2 separate regions of the Cricetulus griseus genome follow, and region 1 is linked to region 2. A link is a contact called in public Hi-C data. All regions are on one chromosome and are shown on one strand. The core of a region is the stretch at or near the end of the contact, and the rest is flanking DNA. Distances in the headings are between cores, read along the strand shown.

The links. Hi-C and Micro-C count contacts between places; a contact is called where the count stands out from the background.
Region 1: a Hi-C map of liver shows a contact between it and region 2, with 2.8 times the contacts expected there. The contact joins the promoter of Tmcc1 here to the enhancer-like site in region 2. A contact is called at or near these places in 3 of 8 Hi-C or Micro-C datasets (the CHL-YN cell line, the CHO-K1 cell line and liver).

Annotation. Positions count from the first base shown.
Region 1 is chr8:28,674,542-28,680,209 of CriGri-PICRH-1.0, reverse strand. Tmcc1 (transmembrane and coiled-coil domains protein 1) reads right to left here and starts at 2,424. Exons shown (of 7, transcript XM_027429194.2): 1 at 2,280-2,424. The coding sequence starts at 2,374.
Region 2 is chr8:28,425,882-28,431,126 of CriGri-PICRH-1.0, reverse strand. It overlaps Alox5 (polyunsaturated fatty acid 5-lipoxygenase), which reads right to left. Exons shown (of 13, transcript XM_035448983.1): 5 at 1,533-1,639; 6 at 474-646. Among named protein-coding and RNA genes, the nearest start is that of Alox5, 30 kb to the right of the region's middle. Within about 2 kb of position 2,461, at least 2 of the 6 cell types and tissues checked have open chromatin away from gene starts, as enhancers often do.

The sequences.
Region 1 (5,668 bases), core at 1,175-3,674, 250 kb before region 2:
ACTCATTTGTCACATCAGCTTTATTATTTTTTTTTTTAATCACAGACCCTATTAGGAATCAGCAAACTTTTTCTATACAGATCCAGTTACAGTTTGCCTCAGTACTTATGGCTTGTGAACTAAGATTAGTTTTTCCGTATTTAAGTAGTTGAGGGAGGGAAGAATGACACTGCATGACATGTGAAAAATGAATGAAATGAAATGAAAATTTCAGTGTCCAAGTTTAACTGGAAAATAGACATTCAAGTTTATTTACTGTCTGTTGCGGCACATACTGAAGTAACAGCTGCCTGGCTACAACAGAGGCTGCATGCTTCAGAGCCTGAAGCAGTTATTTCTTCACAAAAACAACAACAAAGCAAAGCTTACTGCTTGTCTTGTATTACCTGAAATGGTCCTGTCTGTTTATTTGTTGTCTATTCCTCAGCTCCACACACCACACACAATACAGCTTACTGCAGCAGAAGCCTTGTGTGCTTTGTTTCTTACTACAACCTAGAAAGAATTCTGGGCCACAGTAAGGGCTCAGTAAATATCTGGTGAATAAATGAGTGAATGGTCCATAATGGCACAGAGTTTAAGCTTTCTCCTATCAAAATCTCTAGCAGAGATGAACCAAACAGCTAAAAGTACTGGTGTTCAGCAACTAGAGCAGGATGCTGGAACTCCAGGGTTTTTATGCTCATGAAAGACTCTACTATTGCAAACTGACATAGCACTGACAGCTGTTTGTGCTTCTGTTTATCTAAGATGCAAATACTCTAAGAAATCTCATTTCCTATACAAAGGACACAGCACTGACACCATAATAACAAGAGATCTAGCTCACGTGCTAATGAATTTTTAATATTGAGAATTTTCCTATGGGGCTCATCAGCTATGTAGTCTGTAAGCAGCTGAAAATTCTCTAGAAATTAAAAGGTTACCACCCACAAACCAGAAGCAGCTTTATAATCTTTCTCTACTAGCCAGCGAGTGGGTGTGTGAATTCAAAAAAACACCAACCAACTCTGTTGGTGGAGGACAAGGGATTGTTGAGTTAAAAGCCCACCTATAAGCATCTCTGTTACACGACACTGTAAAACTATCACCCACTCACAATTTCAGCCTCAATCTTCTAATCTGCAAATGAAGGTGGAGGATAGACCCCCAACTCCTGGAGAAATTTGATGTCACTAACATTTCCATTAAGGTTCTTTTCCTTCAGGCTTTGTGACAGTTTCTATACACACATTCTACATACTTCAAAAAGACAAGGGATTTAGTTTAACTTCTACAGTTTAAGATACTGGACAGAAAAACAAATTAAATGTATACTATATTTTAAAGCGCCCACCTGCTTTCCAATCTTGGGAGTTTCGTTATTTTTCTTTTTTAAATAAAAGTCAATGTAGGAATTCCAGCCTTTCACAGGGACACTCGTGGCACATGGACTTTTTGACAACTGTATCAGACTTACAACAACCATTTTAGATGGGGTACACGGTCGTCTTTTTTCTCGGTTAAACCTAAGTTAGGATATGAGCTACAATATACCCAGACGAAGATAAAGCGTGTCACCAAAGCCAAAATATTCGCCAACACCTCAAATGGGCTACCTCCAGAAACCCCCGCAGCAGATCCACCACGGTGATCTCCACCAACGCTGACTAGGGATGGGTCCGGACAGACACTGGACCAACACCATCCACACTATGGCTGAGGCTGAAACCTCTGGCTTTGTGGCGAAGCGCAGCTCGCTGCGGCCCACTACTCTCCACAAAAAGGGTTAATAAAGGGCGCCCTAGGGCCAAGCCCGGCCCACCTAGACTCCCATCTCACTGATTCTCCCCAGGACAGCGGGCTTCCTCCTCCAAGTTAAACCACAAGTTCAGAATCAAAACAAAAGGTGCACGACTGGTTTCTGGTGGCAAGGGCTGACTCTCGGTGGCCAACTTCTGGGGACCGCAGGGCCGGTCGAGCGAGGGCTCGAAGACCTCGGCTGGCTGGGAGGCCTAGGGTCTTGTGCGTGAGTCCTCACACGCCCCTCGCTCAGCTCAGCCACAAGGGGAGCCGGGGAGAGTGCCGGGAACGGGGTGGGGGGTGGGGGAAGAAGGTGTCCCAGTGACAGACCTCAGGAGGCCTGGCGATGCGGGGTCCAGCTGGAGGCCCGGGGCTTCGGCGCCACGGGAGCGGCAAAAGGTCCAAGCCGCTCCAGGCCGCGAGGAGGCCCCGCTGCCGCGACGGGCTGCGCTGGGGAGACCGCCCGTCCCCACCCACGGCCTGGGCCAGTCACTCACCGGTGAGGAGACGACGGACAGCCGGCGTCTCCGCCAGCGCCGCGCTCGGACTCCAGAGCCGGCTCCTGCCGCTGCGGCCGCCGCGCCGGGTCCATCCCCGCCCGACCACCCCCCTCCCGACCCGCCCCCCGCGACGCTTCAGCCGCGGCTACCACCGCCGCTGCCGCTGCCGCTGCTGCCACGGCCCCGGCGCGCGAACGCGAACCCAGCGAGAGGGAACGACGGCGAGAGCCAGAGCGCGCGCCCGGTGGCCACCGCCGCCCACAACCTCCGTCTCCCGCTGACGGCGCATGCGCGAGGCGGCGCCGGGCGGGGACGCGCACGCCGTAGGGGGCGTGACCGGGCCCAGAAGGTGTGGCCACGCTTCAGGCCCGCCCACCCACGCGGGCGCTCGCCAAATAGGCTGAGGCTCTGCAGGTGGCGCGGCCGCTTCCAGGTGAGTTCTCCCTTTCGCTTCCTGGAGTTGGGAAACCCGAGCGCTTCCACGTCTCCGCTCTTCGGCCCTTCCGCTTGTTGTAGCCTTGGCTCATTTTATCCTTAGCCGCTCAACCCCTCGGCCCTTGGGCTCCTCAGTTGCTCGGCTCTTCGGCCGCTGAGCGCTTTGTATCCTCAGCCCCTGATTGGTGCAGACAAAGGCTAATTTCTGGGTCCCACGTCCGTAGTCGCACAAATGTTCTCTTTGACTCCCAGAGCCTTCCACCTAGCGGGCTGCCTTTTCGTCAGCTATCACTACTGATGAAACTGATCCCTTTAATTATACCGGATGCTCTGGCTTAGTTTTACGTCCATCACCCAGATGTGGAAGCTTCTTCCGTGTTGGAGGAGCTGGGAATGCAAAGTGGGAATAAACGGAGTCCTTGGCCTCCAAGTTTGAGAGCTGGTGGAGACATAATGGGCGAAATTTAGCGGGGGATGATAGAGTACTGTCCAGTCCTGGAATTGGAAAGAGTGCAGTGGTTGAAGGTATAGCTTGGCGAGAAGGGGAGCTGGGAGACCTCTGGTTGGGGTGCAGTTGTGACTTAGACTGCCTGTGAAAAGAGGTAGGTAAGCAAGCATAGGGACAGTTTGGGGGTTTCTGACTTTCAGGAGGCCAAGCTTCCTTCAGCAGTGGTTGCAAAGCTAGTAACTTGGTCATTTTGTCTGATTTTAAACGATTGTGCAGGGATGTGAAAAGTGGCCTGGGGGGTGAGGTGGGGCAAGGAGGCCAGTCAGGAAGCTATTGGCAAGATGGTTAAGGCAAGATAGAGGAGTGGTCAGAGAGAAAAACGTTTGGGGGGTAAAATGGATAAGTGTTGATGGATTGGAGACTGACAGGGAAGGAGGTGGCAGGATTGACTCAGGTTTGAGTGGTGAGCTTAAAGGGACTGTGAATGAAGCCACTAAGAAAAGTAATTCGACAATGAAGAACAAATGTATGAAATTGTAAAAGAATAAGTTAATTTTTTAAAAAAATGTGTGATAAACCTAAATAAAACAGGTAACACTGAAAAGAAAGAAGAAAATTTAGAAAACTATTTGTATCCCTGAGAAAGGCAAAGGCGCTTACTTTAAAGGCATGAACTATAATTCACATTATTTGATAAATTTTATCAAAATGTTTGTAGTTTGTAAACACTATTAAGAAATTAAAAAGGCATGCTGTGCCATGTAGGTGCACACCTTTGATCCCAGCACTCGGGAGGCAGAGGCAGATGGATCTCTGTGAGTTCAAGGCAAACCTGGTCAACAGAGTGCATTTCAGGATAGTCAGGGCTACATAGAGAGACCTTGTCTTGAAAAACAAAAAACAAAAGAAAGAAAAGAAAGGCAAGTTATTGATTAGAAATGAACGCTGAAGTAGAATATATCCAAAGAAAGTCTGGTGTCCAGGATATGTAACAACTGCTTTTTCTCTCCCTCAGTGCCTTACATGTGCTAAAGTAAGAGCTAAACTACAGGTACCTCCTTTGCCCTAAACAGTAAGACAAACAACCCAATAAATCAGTAAGCAAAAGGCTTTGGTAAGTATTTCACAAGATGTAAAAAATGGCCATTTAATGACAAAAAGATAACATTAGTCATCTAGGGAATTGCAAATTCAAACCACAAGATACACAATGTCATTGGCGTGGCTAAAGTTAAAGACTGGTGATCCACTTGTCAGCTCTTACTCAGCTCATCAGCAGTACTTAATGAAGAAACCCAGATAAAGAAAAAGCCAAGTGTCAGTGTTCTATTGCTGTGAAGAGACACCTTGGCCAAGGTAATTCTTATAAAAGAAGGCATTTAATTGAGGCTTGCTTAGTGTTTCAGAGGTTTAGTCCATTTAGTCAAGGCAGGGAGCATGGTACTACGCAGACAGACATGGTGCTAGAGAAATAGCTGAGAGTTCTACATCCTGATCCACAGTTCACAGGAAGAGAGAGCCTCTGGCCCTGGCTTGGACACTTGAAGCTTCAAAGCCCACCCCCAGGGACACACTTCTCCAACAAGGCCACAACTACTCCTATTCTTCCCAGGTAGTGTCACTCCCTGATGACTAAGCATTCAAACATATGAACCTATGGGGGCCGTTCTCATTTAAACCACCACACTAAATCATGCTTCCACTTAACATAATACAATGAAAACACAGCCATGCTCTCCCCAGAAGAGGGTGCAGAGTTCTTGGATCATGTTCTCCCTCCACCTTTAATACCTGTAAGATGAAAGCATTAATACTACAGTACAAAGTTAACTCAGACATATGTCTCTACTATGTCATAGCAACTTTGTGTTCCCCTAAATAATAAGGATTAGTCATTGCATCCTCTACAGAACTTCTTTGCCTATTGAGATGCCAAAAGTGACCCAGTGTCTCCCATTGTAACTAAAACCCTGGGACCAGCTTAAGCAGCTGTGTATCTTCATCTGGTTCTTGCACGTGATTCAGAACTATTGTACACTAGGCATTAGACCCAGACTTAGTGTTCTCTTCCACAATTAACAATTCTTAGGAAATAGATACAGGCTTCTAGAGACAAGGTATAGAAGCCATTTCTTCATACAACTTACACCTTTGTCTTGGGTTTTTATTGCTATGAAGTGACACCATGACCATGGTGCTGTGGAACAATCTTTGTACACTGTAAATGGGCATTACTCTCATTGTCAATAAAAAACTAATGGGCCGATAGCTGGGTAGGAAGAGATTGGGCAATACAGCCTGACACACAGAATTTTGGGAGGAAGGGCAGAGTTGGAAGAGTTGCCAGCCCAACACAGAGAGAGCAAGAAGGTCACGCCCTACTGAGGCAAGGTAACACCATGTGGCAGAACGTAATAAGGAATATGAGTTAATTTAAGTGTAAGAATCAGCTAGTAACAAGCCGAGGTTTTATAAGTAACATTAAGTGGTTATTTGGGAACTG
Region 2 (5,245 bases), core at 1,212-3,711:
CTGGCTTGGTGAGGTGAGGGAGGCACAGGTACCATACATGTTTCTAGTTAGAAAGTAATAAATTCTACCAGTCTCTGCCTTTTGTCCTTACACAAAGCCCGCTTCCTTAACCAGTCTTCTCTTTTGCAAAGTGGTTGATGCTTGGTTGACCATGTATAGAACACATCTGTCACAATGCCTGACACAGTACAGGCCCTTTTGTAATTATTGATATGGGTTTTGCAAATACTGACACTAGGTTTGTAGCTGTCAGGCTGGTGTAGATACAGCCCCTTCTGTGACTGTGCAGTGCCCAAGACCCTCATGGGTGCTGCTGCCAGGAAAAAGAAAAAAAAAACAAAAAACAAACAAACAAAAAAACTTCTGATTTTGTATCGTCAGTCAAACAGAAAAAACAGCGGTCTGGGGATTAGCAAGCATTGGCATCAGGAAGTGGCTTCTGTGGAAGGACTGTCTCCAGCCAGCAATCCTACCTGTACTTCCTGTTCTAAACTGAGATTCCGCTCTAGGCTGCACTCCACCATCTCTGTGGTCACTGGGAGCTTCTGGGGCAACTCCGTGCAGCGCTTGATGAGTACCGGGTTGCAGCCATTCAGGAACTGGTAACCGAACATAAGGTCCTCTTGCCAGTGGTTCTTGACTCGCTCTGTGGGGAGAACAGGAGGGCACGCCCCCTAGATAGGACATCTGGGCAAGCCCCCATGGCTCTGCCTACGGACAAGTCTTTGCAGGGACTCCCTTTCAAGACACTCAGGCTCCTCTCACTTGCCATTCCCACTTGCTGTGTGCCTGCTCATCAATGGTCACTATACCCCTAGTCTTCCTTGAGCTGTGCCTTAGTGACCAGCAAGACTCCCAGGCATCCATTCTTCTCAAGATCTACAGTCGTTCAGCATGGCATGAGAAGGGAGCGAACTGGTCCCCTATGCTGAGGTCAGCAGCTTTATCCAACCATTCTTGAGTCCTTAAAGAATGATGGCTCTCACAACTCTCCATCCATAACTGTCTAGCACAGTATCAGGGCTCTAAGCAAACAAATCCTGGTCCTAAGGACCCCAATGTTGTTTTTAAATTTTAATTTTACTATTATTATTTACTATCTGTGTGTGCGTGTTCGTGCGTGCGTGCGTGTGTGTGTGTGTGTGTGTGTGTGTGTGTGTGTGTGTGTTGAGTGCAAGTGTCTACAGAGATCAGCAGAGACTTTGGATCCCCCTGAACCTGGAGTTATTGTGGTTGTGAGCCACCCAGTGTGGATGCTGGGAACTGCACCTTTTCGAGAGCAGAATTAGCTCTTAACCACTGGGCTCTTAAGTCACCCTCCAATGCTACTTTAATGTAAATACTTAAAAAGAAATAGCCCAGTCCTGCCTTGGCTCTGTGTAGAAGAGCCACAAATGATGTATTTGTGTAAACAGAAAGTCCCGATAGCATTGAGACTTCTGGTGAGACGTTGAGGGTGCTTGAGTTGGATGTCAGCCAGTCTGGGGCAGAAAAGTAACCCCCCCACGCCCCAAACCCAGGAGCCTTCTTACCAGAAATAGTGTTGCTGATCTTGACGAAGATTTTCTCAAAATCAGCAAAGTCGTTCCAGGAAGACTGAAACATGTGCATGAAGCGATTGATGAACAGGTTCTCCATCCTGTAAACCGGGGGACAGGTCACCTTGCCTGCACACTACGCCGACACTCTGCAGAGTGTCTTCACTCCATACTCAGGAGCCTCCTGCTAGCCCAGACAGTTCCCAGAGAGCAGGTGCTGGCCTTGTAGGACCAGGACAGACATTAGCCTGTGTCCGACGCTCTTCCTACTGTGCCTCAGCTGTGTAAGAGCCCAGGCCAGTGGTCTCCGGAAGAGCCTGGAGTGCTGCCTCTTCATGCTATTGTTCATCCATCCCTTTGCAGAGCACAAACCAGAAATGGGGCGAGGCTGCACCTCCTAAGCTCCCCAAATAGCACCATCAAATATTACCACCCCCAAACCTAAGGGGGACATTTCTCACTCAAGCCACACTCCACTTCCCGGTCCCTATTGATCTGTGGCCGTATCATAGTGCAAAATGCATTTAGTCCAAATCCATAGTCCTCATAGTCTTTAGATCTCACCACTGAGAAGTCCAAAGTCTCTTCTGAGACTCAAGGCAATCTCTTAATTATGACCTTTATAAAACCAAGGAGAAAACTGCATTCTTCCAATACAGAGTGCCACAGAATATATACTACCATTCCACAAGAGAGGAAAGTGGGCATAGCAAGGAAATCGTGGATCAAAGATGGAAACCCCGAAGAGCAAGCTCCAATGTAGCTCCTGCCTGCTGTCAAAGGGCTTCAGCGGCTCTGCCCTTCCAGCTTTGCTGACTGCAGCATATCTCTCTCTCTTGGGCTGGTTCCAGTCTATGTGTGGAATTCTCCTTGGCAGATGTCTCAGCTCTGACATCACCAATATCTTGTGATCTCCATTGCAACCCAGGCCACACTTGTACAGAGTGATGCAATAGCCTCTCAGAGCCTCCTGCTTCCTCATGGTTTTCATCTAGGGACACCCTTGCCACACAACGCCTTGCTTAGTGGCTTTGTAACTCCCTGGAGGGAGAATCCTCATGGGTGACACAGCTGAGTTCAGCCACCATCTTGGGATGGACCCTGTCCGTCTTGAATCACACCAGCACCAGCACTTTCACTCAGTTGCTTTCTAGAGCAGAGATCTCCATAGCAGATCTTCTCTCATAGGAGGCTTCTTTCACAAGTTGGAAGCTTACCTGGGTGGGGTCTTTCCCTTTAGGCACCCATCCCTTGTTTCAGTGCATAGCAGTCCTCTCCTTAGCTGTGCTCAGCGCCTTAGCAGTTGTAACCTCTCCTCTAACAATGCCTTGCTTGTTACACTTCCTACCCTTTTCTCTCTCCACCTTGTACACTTGCATTCCTTACCGCCCTGCTTTCTTTTTTTCTTTATAGGCCTGAATGAGCATTATTAATAATAGATAGACACAAACTTGACATTATGCAGTCTCAAAATTTCCAAAGACGTTATTCCATTATTTTTTAATTTAGCTTTAGGTAAACTCTCAGGACACGGGCAGAAAACAGCCAGATTCTTTGTCAAAATATCACAGGAACAGCCCCTAGCCCAGTTGCTATTAGAGTCCTTGCTTCCCTCTGAAAACGTTTGAGCCAGGCCTCTACAGTCTGCGTTGCTCTCACCAGTGGTGTCTTTCAGTTTCCTATGAGGATAGCTTGTTAAGTTCCATTTACAGCATTCAACTGCTTTCCTAGTCCCAAGTTCCAAAGTCCTTTATATGCCAAAACAATAAAACAAAACAAAACAAAAAGACCCACCACCAACTGAACGAAGCTAATAAACAACAATAACAACAATAACAACAACAACAACAACAACAAAACCATGGTCAGGCTCTTCACAGCCACAGCCTACTCTCTGCTACCATCCTAGTTAATTTTCTGTTGATGTGATAAACATCATAACCAAGCAAGTTATAGAGGGGAGAGTTTATTCCGGCTCATGATCCATAGGGTTAGAGTCCATAATGGTGGCAACAACACAGCAGCAGGCACCGAGAGCTAGAAGCTGAGAGCTCATATCGTCAAATGCAAGCACAAGGCAAGAGAGTGAGCAGGAAGAGGATGATGCTCTCAAAGCCCACCTCCAGTAATGTACTTCCTCCAGCAAGGCCACACCTCCTAAATGAACCTTGTCAAATATGACCACCAATTGGGTACCAAGAGTTCATATACCCAAACCTATAGAGCCATTTCTCATTCAAACCACCGCCGTTAGTTTCTGCCTTAATGTGTATAGGTAAAGTATTTGACCTTCACCCACTGGAATCTGTTTCCTTACCTAGAAATGATTGATAATAGCTGTCAAGTTTTAAAAGGAGTCTATAGTTAGAAAACGCCCAGACTGAGGAGACTGAGTGGCTCTCAGCCCTGGCCACCTGTTGGGTGCACAGTCAGGTCCCACTCTCAATGACTTGTCTATGGTTGTGCTGGGTGGGGGCTAGGAAGTGCCTGCCAAAAGTCCTCAGGGGAGTATGAAGCTCTGTTGGGCTTCATGAATTTAGGGTTTTTCTAAGTGTGTATGATTATAAAAGTTCTCTAAGAGTCAAAGAATAGTATGAAAGCTGTCCCTGCTAACCTTGGTGTAGCACATCATCCTGCAGTGATTCTAGTGAAAACCTGTAACCCAGAGTTCAATGTCTCTGTTGCTTATTCCCAAATAAGACCTTAGGCAAGGTCTTCAACTTACTTATTTCTCAGGTTCCTCAGCTGCAAAGAGGGGGCAATATGTGCTATGGCAGTTCGAATGACCCCATTTGTTGGAGAAAATGTGTCACTGGGGATGGGCTCAGAAGTTTCAAAGTCCCACAACAGGTCTGCTGTGGATCGGGATGCAAAGCTCCCAGCTGCTTCTCCAGCATCACGTGTGCCAATACTCCCCGCTGTGATGAGAACCTCTGAGAAGCCCCTGATGAAATGGTTTCCTTTATGAGTTTCCTTGGTCATGGTGTCTCCTCACAGCTACAGAACACTGACTAATACATGTGCCTATTTCATGAGGTCACTAAGACAAATGATCGGACCATCACTGTCTTTCTAGTCATTGTCACTACAGAATCTGCCTCTTGGGAATAGTCTGGACACCATCTTCAGGTAGACTGGCCACAGAAGGAATGAATTGGGGGTGGTGATGGAGCATTGTAAGGACAGCCCCTGCCTGGGCTGAAAGCACGGTGCTGCTAGTGTTGGGAGACTGCTGGGTCAAGGCTGTTTAGATACAGGTCATCTTAGATACAGGTCATCTTAGATACAGGTCATCTTTCAATTGTGCAATAAGCAGCTATCCCCTGGCCCAGATATATAGAAATGCATTGGGAATGGTGTTCAGCTGAACTGTTTGCTCAGCTCAAGGCCCTCAAAGGAAAAGAACAAAGGTCCTATTATAAGAAAGATTAAATAGGAGTCTTTTTCTATCAAACACGATAAAACGTGTGTTAAGAACAAGGAATTAAAATCTTCTTGTGTCCCTCCCCAACAACCTTATAAAACCTTTATGGAAATGCTTGCATCCTCCACACCCCAGTGAAACCTTAATTTACACAAAGGTCCACAACTGTATTCCAGGCATTTGATGGCCTGGAACAGTGAGCCCTTACCACTTCCTTCACTTCCCGTGTGCCAATTATTTTCAGACTAGCCAGTTAATTTAAGACTGTGAGTTGGATTCAGTC